Regions from separate parts of the Mus musculus genome. Here regions 1 and 2 are each linked to region 3. Evidence: chromatin contacts called from public HiChIP or PLAC-seq data. All regions are on one chromosome and are shown on one strand. Each heading gives the region's core, a stretch centred on a gene start, on an enhancer-like site or on the middle of the called end of the contact. The rest is flanking DNA. Distances are from core to core; before and after follow the strand shown.

Region 1 (3,184 bases), core at 585-3,084, 130 kb after region 3:
TAGGATAAGGGTCTTATAGCCCACACCCACAGTGCCACACCTACTCCAAAAAGGCCACACCTACTCCAACAAGGCCACACTTCCAAAAAGTACCGCTCCCTGAGCCAAGCATATTCAAACCACCACAGTTACCCAGTCTAAAATGTACTAGAAATGTAACTTGAGACAATATGGTATCTTCTCAAGGAAGAATTGAATAATGGAACAGAACAGAGGTGCCATGGAGCAAGACTTGATTTAGGGGTTGGGGATTTAGCTCAGTGGTAGAAGGTTTGCCTACACTGAACTTATGAGAACCACTGGCATTTGCAGAGCAATGGGCAAGGAATTTTAGTCAAAGATTGTTGCTGGGACAGGCACTTACACCTCTATATTGTAAATTGGCCTCTTATCACATACTACAAAATAGAAAAAACTTCTGACTTAGTGTCGGGTGCAAAAGAAAACTCCAGTTCCCCAGACTTCAAAAGGCAGTGCAAATAACCAGCAATGGGCGCAGCCTGGACTACAGAAGGATTTCTGGCAGTCAGACAAGAGGCAGCATTCCTCAGGCACCTGTGAAGGTGCTTCCACTCTACCAAGAAAGACAGAGAGACAGAAAGAAAGAAAGAAAGAAAGAAAGAAAGAAAGAAAGAAAGAAAGAAAGAAAGAGAGGGAGAGAGAGAAAGAAAGAAAAGAAGGAAGAAAGGAAGGAAGGAAGGAAATAAGGCATTTATCACTTTATTTATTTTATGTGTATAGATGGGTAAAAAAAATTTTTTTTGAAGATTATTATGTGAGTACACTGTTGCTGTCTTCAGACTCACCAGAAGAGGGCATCAGACCCCATTACAGATGGTTGTGAGCCACCATGTGGTTGCTGGGAATTGAACTCAGGACCTCTGGAAGAACAATCAGTGCTCTTAACTGCTGAGCCATTTCTCCAGCTCCCTCATTTTCATATAAAGGAATACTTTGGAGCTATGAAAATCAATGAACTATATGAACATGTACAGCTGTGAATGGTGAAAGTTTTTTTTTTTAAAGATTTATTTATTTATTATATGTAAGTACACTGCAGCTGTCTTCAGACACTCCAGAAGAGGGCGTCAGATCTTGTTACAGATGGTTGTGAGCCACCATGTGGTTGCTGGGATTTGAACTCGGGACCTTAGGAAGAGCAGTCGGGTGCTCTTACCCACTGAGCCATCTCACCAGCCCAGGTGAAAGTTTTAAGAATCTAAATTGAGCCCCTTTATGTCAACCCTTCCAAAAGGGAAGTAATGTCAAATTATGAATAATTTTAAATCATGATTGCTTGATAGTGGATATCAGAGAAGAGTGCCAGAGCCATAGCTTGTATAGAGTCCACTGCACCCTTAAATTAAAAAGTACTTCTACAAGGACATCTACCTAGCAATGTCTGTTTCACCTTAAACTGACACCTGGTTTTGTTATTAGTCAGCAGTGTCACAGTTGGTTTTGAAATATCTGATGAAGTCTTCTTCATTTTTGTCATTCAAACCTGGTACCTGTCTCAGCCGCCTTGGTCACAGCAGCAGTCTGCTGCCCAGGCACACCCTCTGCAAGTTCTGCTCCCCACTGCACTGCTGTGCTGGCCCCCAGCACACACAGCACAATCTGAAGAAATCCTAGCAGCATAATCCTGAGCCCCAAAGCAAGCCTGAGGACAACACACATGCTGGGATTTTATCTGGGTTAAGTTAAAAACAGAAAATGTTTAAGGATAATAGTCTGAGGCTAAAGCAAGTTTTTAGGGATTAGGTCCTGGGCAGCCTGCCTGACCAAGGACACATGAAGGACAGGAATGACTGGGAAGCTGAACAGCAAGAATCCTTATGACAGTAAAAGCCACTGGGCTATGGAAGGGAAAAAGTACTGGACCAGAAGCAGTTCAAGGAGAAGTGCTCTTCCTCCTCAGCCATCAGCACTCTAAAGGGCAGAACCTCTGTCTGCATCTAACTACCACAGATGCCAACTCCTTACAGCCTCAGGCAAGGGTTTCCCTTCAACAGAGCTCAGGATCTGACCAATCAATGCTTTCATCAAGCTTTGATCAATCACACTAAGGAGCTCAAGACACACAGTTTGAGGGATGAAACTCATCATATTCTAATTACGGGCAGATTTTAAGATACTAACAACATCTGCATTTCAGGGCCTTTTATCTTTGCAATCCCCCTTCCAAAGCCTGAGAAAGCCCTAGGCATTCTGTGTGGTTTTCTTTTAAGAGACAGGATATGGTAGTACATGCCTAAGATCTGAGGCAGGAGCCTCTCAAGTTCAACGCCTCTCTGTATTATAAAGTATGTTCAAGGCCAGTCAGGAAACTTGGAGAGACCCCCATATTAAAATAAAAATTAGCAATAATAAAACTACCCAGAACATATACTTAGTGGAAGAACATACACTTACTGCCTGTATGTGTAAGGCTTTTTTTTTTTTTTTTTTGGTTTTTCGAGACAGGGTTTCTCTGTGTAGCCCTGGCTGTCCTGGAACTCACTTTGTAGACCAGGTTGGCCTCGAACTCAGATATCTGCCTGCCTCTGCCTCCTGAGTGCTGGGATTAAAGGCGTGTGCCACCACCACCAGGCTATGTGTAAGGCTTTTACTTAAGCTCTAAACTTAAACTTAAGCTCTAGTAATCCTGTGACAGTAACTCTAAACTCTAAACTAGTAAAATGTTTAATACACAGAGTAGGGAAACTCTTGTTAAAGTTATTGTTTCTATAGAATTGTTCTATAGCACAAACGATATGCACTGGGATAATGTGAAATCTAAGTTTTCTAGAGAGAGGGCTGAAAGAGGGTTTTGCTATCCAGTCTTGACTTGAACTTAGTATGTGGACAGCCTGGCCTTGAAATGGTGATCCATTTACCGCAATTTTCCAAGTGCTGGGAGCACAAGAGAGCCGGATTACAAAATATGCCACCATACCCTGATGAAGTTTAAGATCTTAAAATGGCGTGACTGGGTTGGGGAGTGGCTCAGGGGTAGAGTGTTTGCACAGCATACAGAAGAACTGGAGTTGTGCAAAACATAAACGATGTGACTAATAAGGGCACAAACATTTCTAGTTGTACTCTTCATTATTACACAGAGACTGGATACATTAAATCTTGTTGGATAATACAATAATGCAAAATCAGTTTTCTAATGAGCCCTTTGCTGAGAAGATGCAAA
Region 2 (3,407 bases), core at 81-2,580, 160 kb after region 3:
GGAAGCATTCCAGAGGGAGGAGCAGATGGCAAAGCGGCCAAGCCCTCTGGACAAGGCTCCAGACTGAGCCGTTCTGGGACTGGCTGAGCCATAGACAGACAGCAGTGTCCGTCTGTCCCCAGCAGTGTGGACCCCAAGGGGAAGCAGGAGGGCCTCAGAGAGAAACTCAACTCTGAGAAGAGGAAACCTATCTGGCTTAAGGACTTACATTTGCTCCGTGGTCCTGGGCAGCTTCTCGTTGTCACCTGGAAAGGGAAATGTTCCAGGTTAAATTAAATACTACACACGCACAGACGGCAAGCGGTACTTGCCTTTTCCCAGAATTTTCTCAGACTTTCATTTACCCCCTGACTCTTTTTCAATTCATTTCACAGAATCTTAGGCTCTTGAATGTTTTTACACACACACACACACACACACACACACACACACACACACACACACACACTTAAATTAATGTTGTTTAAGTTGTTTTTAAATTTTCTTTTTTTCTTTTTTCTTTTTTTTTGGTTTTTTGAGACAGGGTTTCTCTGTATAGCCCTGGCTGTCCTGGAACTCACTCTGTAGACCAGGCTGGCCTCGAACTCAGAAATCTGCCTGCCTCTGCCTCCTGAGTGCTGGGATTAAAGGCGTGTGCCACCACTGCCTGGCTATTTTTAATTTTTTTAATTATCTGATCTAAGTAATCTTTCTTTCCAGAACTTCCTGGCTTCTATATGAATGGCCTCTGAATCCTGACCTCTGGGAAGCAATGCTGAGAGCCACACTCAATTTAAAAGTTTCTCCCCCATGTCTCTTTGGATACCCGAAGCTTCAGAGTACCCCAGCAAGTAGTGTTCCCCTACTTGGCCTAGCCTTCCTGAAGTTCACTGTTGCAAGTCCTCAGCCTTGGGTGTCCTATCACAGCCTACTTCCTCTTTTCACAGAGCAGCTAGGCAGGAGTTCAGTCATGTGATCCGACTGGAGCTCACATCCCGGCTATCCCAAACTGTCTCATTAATCTTGGCCCTTCTTCTGACACAGCACAGGGGATAAACACAGCTAAACTTTAAACTATAGGTTGAATTGAAATGAATTCTGTGAGGAATGAGTTAAACAAATTGATTCTATAGTTGCAATCAGGGAAAGATAAATGCCTACAAGATGGAATTTTGCATAAAATAGTAAATTGTATAATAATGTCTCTTTCATAGGAAAAACCATTAGGTAATAGCTGGTAAGATAACTATTCATAGAGACTTACCCAAATAAGGAACATGAGTAGCTCCAAAAAAGTATGTTCTTGAACAGGCCAGAGGTCCCTTTGGTGAGACACACTGAGCGACCTGAACGTTGTGGGGAGAAGAAAGAAAGATGAGTGCACTAGGAGCTGGTGAGCTGGCTCACAGGCCTGGCCATCTAAACTCAGTCCCCAGAAACCATGGAAAGATGCAAGGAGGAAACAGACTTCACCAGATTGTCCTCAGACCTCCACTCATCTGCCATGGCACACACACACCCTGCTTCATGAACATTTGCACAATAATCAGACTCTTAAAACGGAGCACACGTAGACAAGTGATGCTGAAGACATGAAAGCAAACAGTTAATGCAACGACGTTTACTTAACTGAACCTGATTTACTTATTTTCTTTTTTCTTCCAGACAGGGTTTCTCTGTGTAGCCCTGGCTGTCCTGGAACGCACTCTGTAGACCAGGCTGTCCTGGAACTCAGAAATCTGCCTCCTGGGATTAAAGGTGTGTGTCACCACTGCCCAGTCTAATTTATTTTTATAGACAAAGATGACTTAATTTGATTTAAACAATAGTATTTATTTGTTTAAATTTAAATATTTGTTTTTAATTTTGATTTTATTTGTGTGAGGGGTGCAAACAGGTTACTATAGTGTACATGTGGAACTAAGAAAACAACTTTTGGGGAGTTGGTTCTCTCCTACTACATGATTTGGGGAGGGGTTCTAGCTAACTTTAACTGTCAATATGACAAAGTCTAAAACACCTGATAAGAGAGTCTCAATTGAAGGATTACCCAGATCAGGCTGTTGGTGGGCATTGTCTATATATAGGGGAACTGTCCTAATGAATAGATGGAAGAGACCTATCCCACTGTGGGCAGTGGCCTTAGGCTGTACAAGGAAGCTAGCTAAGCAGGCAAGGGAAGTAGCTCTTCCACAGTCTACAGTTCAATTGCCAGCTTGAGTTCCCATCCCAGCTTCCCTGAGTGATGGACTGTGATCTCAAAGTATAAGCCAAATAAATCCTTTCCCTCACTAAGTTGCTTCGGTCAGTGTTTTATCACAACATCTTATCCTGCAAATAACAATAACAAAACAAATTCTATTTTAAGAAGTTTAAAATATGAGTCTTATCTGATTCTGAAGGTTATATTACCACCACCACTCCACTCCTGTCAGACAAGAGTGTTGCTATGTTGCTCAAGCTAGTCTTGAACTTGCAACTTTCTTGTCCCAACTCCCAAGTGAGATTACAGACATCGGCCATAGTCCTAAAGTTTTAGAAATAACACATTTGTCTTTTCACACAATACCTTTCCCTCAACTTTTGGTATGCCTTGTAACTTTCTGTCGAAGCTAGACACAGTAACTCTAGTAACAAGGCCTGAAAAAAAGCAAGCCTTTAGTGTAAAACTTGATGTTAATCTGACTGGGTATTAAATTGTGTTTAGTATTTTTTGGAGCTTCAAATACCATAGGCTTCCTTTTCTTGTAGCCTTGTATATGTCTCTGTGTTGAGGTTTGGTCTTGTCTATTGTAATTAAATGCAGGTCCCCAAGACCCGGAGTCTGCACACAGATCCAAGTGACCCTGTCCCCAAGTTATTTCTGATTGGTAAATAAAGATGCCAACAGTCAATAACTAGGTAGAAGAGATATAGGTAGAGGAGAACCAAGAAGAGAAGGTGAAGGAGGAAGAGAAACTACCATAAGTTAGGTGAGCCATAAAAGGCTGGCCAATTGGAATTAAGAGCAGCTAAGATAATAAGTAATAATTTGGTGTTATTGATGGGAGGTAGATTTGAATAGCATAGAGGGTAGACATCTGTTCAGCTCTTGTGCTGTTTAAGGCTTATTGTAAATATAATGGCTGTGTGTATCTTTTATCCAGGAACTAAATGGTCAAAGGCAGGGTAGACACCCTGGATCAGGATTAAATAATTTCTACAACATCTCTATCTCTGAGTTTCCCTAGGAACTTCTTGTATGATCTGCTGCTGCTACACTGATGATCTGCTGGGGTGGTGCTAAGGGAATGGGGAGGGGACATTCTCTAACCTTAAAATTAAATCTGGGTGTGCTTGTGACCTTCTTCACTAGAGGGTCTTAGCTTTTTCTTCCTGCTTCCTAGGAAGGCTGGACTGTGAATAGATAGGGTTAGGAGAATGCCTTT
Region 3 (3,492 bases), core at 736-3,235:
CTGAGGACAGCTACACATATACTCATATACATAAAATAAATAAATCTTTAAAAAAAAAAAAAAAAAAAGGCACCACCAGCCAAGCAAGGCCTCGCATGCCTTTAGTCCAGTACTCGAGAGGGAGAGGCAGTGAGATCTCATGAGTTCGAGTCCAGGACAGCCAGTGCTGGTTACAGTGAGAAACCTTGTCTTGTGGTGGCACTGGGGAGGGGAGGGGGGGAGGGGAGTGCACTACCATGGCTGGCCAGAATTCTTTTATATGAAAGGAGTCTTATGAAGCCTGGTGGTGGGAGTGGTGACAGAGCTAGTTTTTAATCCCAGCACTTGGGAGGCAGAGGTAGGTAGATGTCTGTGAGTTCAAGGCCAGTCTTATCTACAGGACAAATTCCAGGACAGCTAGCGCTATACAGAGAAACCCTGACTTGAAAAAAAAAAAAAAACAAAAAACAAAGAAAAAGAAAAGATGACTTACTGGCTGGAGAGATTGCTCAGTGTTTAAGAGTACTGGCTGCTCTTCCAGAGGATTGGGGTTTGATTTCCAGCGCTCACACTGTGGCTCACAATCAACCTTAATTCAAGTCCCAGGAGATCCAACGCCCTCTTCTGGCCTCCTCCAGCACTGCATACAAATGGTGCAGACATGCATAAATGGAAGTCACCCATACACATATAATAAAAAAATATAAATTGACCTATTTACATGATAAATGCCAAGACTCCGTTGGGGACCAAATAGATAAATAAATAAATAAATAAATAAATAGATAGATAGATAGATAGATAAATGAGAAAGACACACAGGCACATCAGTCCGGCACAACTCTCAGCTGTATGAAATAGTAGTCTTCAGATTTTATTTTGGTCTACCAAGCAGGACTAAATTCCCTAGGGCTAGCCTTCGGCAACTGAGGACAGTAAGCCTTAGAACCTAGTTCTAGAAAGGCAATGTTCTAAGCCGGGCACTGTTCTACGCCTTTAATCCCAGCACTCGGGAGGCAGAGGCAGGCGGATTTTCTGAGTTCGAGGCCAGCCTGGTCTACAAAGTGAGTTCCAGGACAGCCAGGGATATACAGAGAAGCCCTGTTTCGAAAAAACAAAAAACAAACAAACAAACAAAAAACAAAGGCACTGTTCTGGGTCCTCAGTGTGGGCAAAGTGCAGAAAACATGAGCACAAAATACCAGTTCCCTCTGACGTTGGAGTATCTATATATGAGCGTCACAGGATGAAGCAATGCCCAGATGCCTACACCAAGTGAGCAATGTAGCCTCTGAGAAGAGGCGTGAATCTATCGACTATAAAGGCTCCTGTCCAGAGTTCCCGAGTTAGAGCAAAAAGATCTTAACAGAAAAGGAGCAATTACTTCCTATCCCCGGGGGGAGAAAGAGAAGGGAGAACCACTCCTGGCCCGAGTTGGGTTTGTACAACCAGAAACTGCTTAAAATGAAGAAAGGATATTTGTCCTATTGCCTCACCCCGTCCTAAGCCCTACATCAAACGCTGCTCAAAGTGCTGGCGAAAAGCTGATCAGAAACGCCGACTCGCAGGCGCCGACCGAGACCCTAGGCTAAGTCACTTTGCTAGGGCTTCACGTGCACACTGGAACGGAGAGACCAGGGAGACTGCTATCACAACAGCCCCGTGAGAGACGCAGACTCGATCTCCACCTCGCAGGGGGCTAAAAGCGCCGTCCGGACCCACTCTCACAGCAGTCCGCCGTGATAAGGTGACCCTAGAGGGTGATGCTGAGAGGTGCTCCGGGGCGGCACGAGGACAGCCCGCGGGGAAGCGCAGCAGGCCCGGGAGAACCGGGATGGCGGAGCGCGCGGCCCGGACCCGGCGAGGCCAGAGTGCAGGCAGCAAGTCGAGCCACCTCGTCCTCCCCGGCCGCCCACTCACCTGAAGCCCGCGAAGGCAGCTCCCTAACTCCAGTCCCGGGCCGCCCCGGGTAAGTCAATGCACAGACTCCTGCATCAACCGCTCCACAACCCACTTCCGGCCAGCGGCCCTCACCTTCCGCTTACGTTGGTACCGGAGCCGCTGAGGTTCAAAAAACCGTAGTCGAAGTTTTCCATGACCATTTTCTAGTTTCTGACCTTAGAACATGGAGAGGGAAAAATATTATCCTGGATGGGTCGCTTTGAAAGTAATTGAGCAGAAGTAATTGGCACAGGTTCTGGGTTTTATGACTTTGAAGAAGTCACACAAACTTTTCAAGCCTAGTTTGTCATCTATACAAAGAGAATCATGATGCATTTCTAATAGTGAAAATGCTTTCAGAAGAGGAACTAGCAATGGATAGATGAAAATGTATGCAAGGATCCCGGCATAGGGATGCACGTCTTTAATCCCAGAACTAAAGAGGCAGAGGCAGGTGAATCTTTATGAATTCGAAGCCAGCCTGATCAAAATAGTTCCAGGACAACCATAGCTATATAAAGAGACCGGGAAGGGAAGGGAAGGGGGAAGGGGGAAGGGGGAAGGGGGAAGGGGGAAGGGGAAAAAAAGGGAAAAGGGGGGAAAAGGGGGGGAAGGGGGGAAAGGGGGGAAAGGGGGGAAAGGGGGGAAAAAGGGAAAAAAAGGGAAAAAAGGGAAAAAAGGGAAAAAAAGGGAAAAAGGGAAAAAAGGGAAAAAGGGAAAAAAAGGGAAAAGGGAAAAGGGAAGGGAAGGGAAGGGAAGGGAAGGGAAGGGAAGGGAAGGGAAGGGAAGGGAAGGGAAGGGAAGGGAAGGGAAGGGAAGGGAAGGGAAGGGAAAAGTGGAGCTGGAACTGAAGGTGGGTAGGTCAGGATGGTCTACCTCCCTTAGGAGGGCCTCACACGTGGCTGGTTTGGCTATCAAGGTAAGAAAGATTCTCCCAAGTCCTATGTAACAGAAGTGCCTGTCCCAGGCCTGTCGGTGTCTATTCAGTCTTCAGCCTTGTCAGTGCCATCTATTTGAGACGCTGTGAAGGAAAACTGAGAGAGATACCATACTTTCTCCAAGGCACTGGTGGGGAAACAGGCTATATAAGAGGTTGTGACAAAGAGATTTGAGACCAGCATCCCAGCTTCTGGGTTCTATGTAAGGCAGCCTGCCTGGCTGTGAACATTTGAACATCTGTGCCTTCCAGACCATTGGTAACATGGCCCTCACTGACTGGGGACTTCTTACCTGATTACAACCTGCTCATGAACCCAGAGTGAAAAATCCCACCCCCAGGGGACAAACTTTGATTGCTCCTGGGCAGCCATGACAATCTAGTTTCTCTTTGCAAAATGCTGTTTCCTAGTCTCCTATGAAGTGGGAGGAGCTTATAGCCCACCTCTAGTCAACAGTACTGGAAAGGAAGAGTTATTGCATGCTTCTAGGACTTTCTTGGCTTGCGCATATGGAGGCCAGAGGTCACCATCAGGCAACTTCCTCAATTACTGTCTACCTTACTTTTTGAGACAGTGTCCATCACTGTAACTGGAGCTCACAGATTCTGATTGGATGATTAGTAACAGACCTAGT

The links. HiChIP or PLAC-seq counts read pairs in DNA pulled down with a chosen protein or histone mark.
Region 1: an H3K27ac HiChIP or PLAC-seq map of T-cell acute lymphoblastic leukemia shows a contact between it and region 3, with 2.1 times the contacts expected there. The contact joins the enhancer-like site here to the promoter of Fastkd5 in region 3. A contact is called at or near these places in 2 of 39 promoter capture datasets (the C10 cell line and macrophages), 3 of 15 datasets of contacts at CTCF or cohesin (the NIH/3T3 cell line, large pre-B cells and pro-B cells), 26 of 484 Hi-C or Micro-C datasets (B cells, the C10 cell line, the HL-1 cell line and 14 more), 9 of 115 datasets of contacts at active chromatin or transcription factors (T-cell acute lymphoblastic leukemia, bone marrow-derived dendritic cells, bone marrow-derived macrophages and 3 more) and 4 of 9 other capture datasets (adipose tissue, embryonic stem cells, liver and 1 more).
Region 2: a contact with region 3 is called in an H3K4me3 HiChIP or PLAC-seq map of bone marrow-derived macrophages, with 4 times the contacts expected there. The contact joins the enhancer-like site here to the promoter of Fastkd5 in region 3. A contact is called at or near these places in 1 of 39 promoter capture datasets (macrophages), 1 of 15 datasets of contacts at CTCF or cohesin (large pre-B cells), 2 of 484 Hi-C or Micro-C datasets (differentiating embryonic stem cells and nephron progenitors), 2 of 115 datasets of contacts at active chromatin or transcription factors (bone marrow-derived macrophages and large pre-B cells) and 3 of 9 other capture datasets (adipose tissue, liver and pancreatic islet).

Annotation. Positions count from the first base shown.
Region 1 is chr2:130,757,482-130,760,665 of GRCm38.p6, forward strand. The region is part of intron 20 of 4930402H24Rik (RIKEN cDNA 4930402H24 gene); the gene reads right to left. Among named protein-coding and RNA genes, the nearest start is that of Slc4a11, 62 kb to the left of the region's middle. Within about 2 kb of position 1,835, at least 11 of the 459 cell types and tissues checked have an H3K27ac peak or open chromatin away from gene starts, as enhancers often do. A contact at or near this core is called in T-cell acute lymphoblastic leukemia, where this site is marked.
Region 2 is chr2:130,784,216-130,787,622 of GRCm38.p6, forward strand. 4930402H24Rik (RIKEN cDNA 4930402H24 gene) reads right to left here. Exons shown (of 37, transcript NM_029432.2): 11 at 1,244-1,325; 12 at 209-245. Among named protein-coding and RNA genes, the nearest start is that of 4930402H24Rik, 54 kb to the right of the region's middle. Within about 2 kb of position 1,331, at least 12 of the 459 cell types and tissues checked have an H3K27ac peak or open chromatin away from gene starts, as enhancers often do. A contact at or near this core is called in bone marrow-derived macrophages and macrophages, where this site is marked.
Region 3 is chr2:130,628,017-130,631,508 of GRCm38.p6, forward strand. Fastkd5 (FAST kinase domains 5) reads right to left here and starts at 1,986. Exons shown (of 3, transcript NM_198176.3): 1 at 1,900-1,986; 2 at 473-619. It overlaps Ubox5 (U box domain containing 5), which reads right to left and starts at 2,022. Exons shown (of 7, transcript NM_001255993.1): 1 at 1,900-2,022; 2 at 473-619.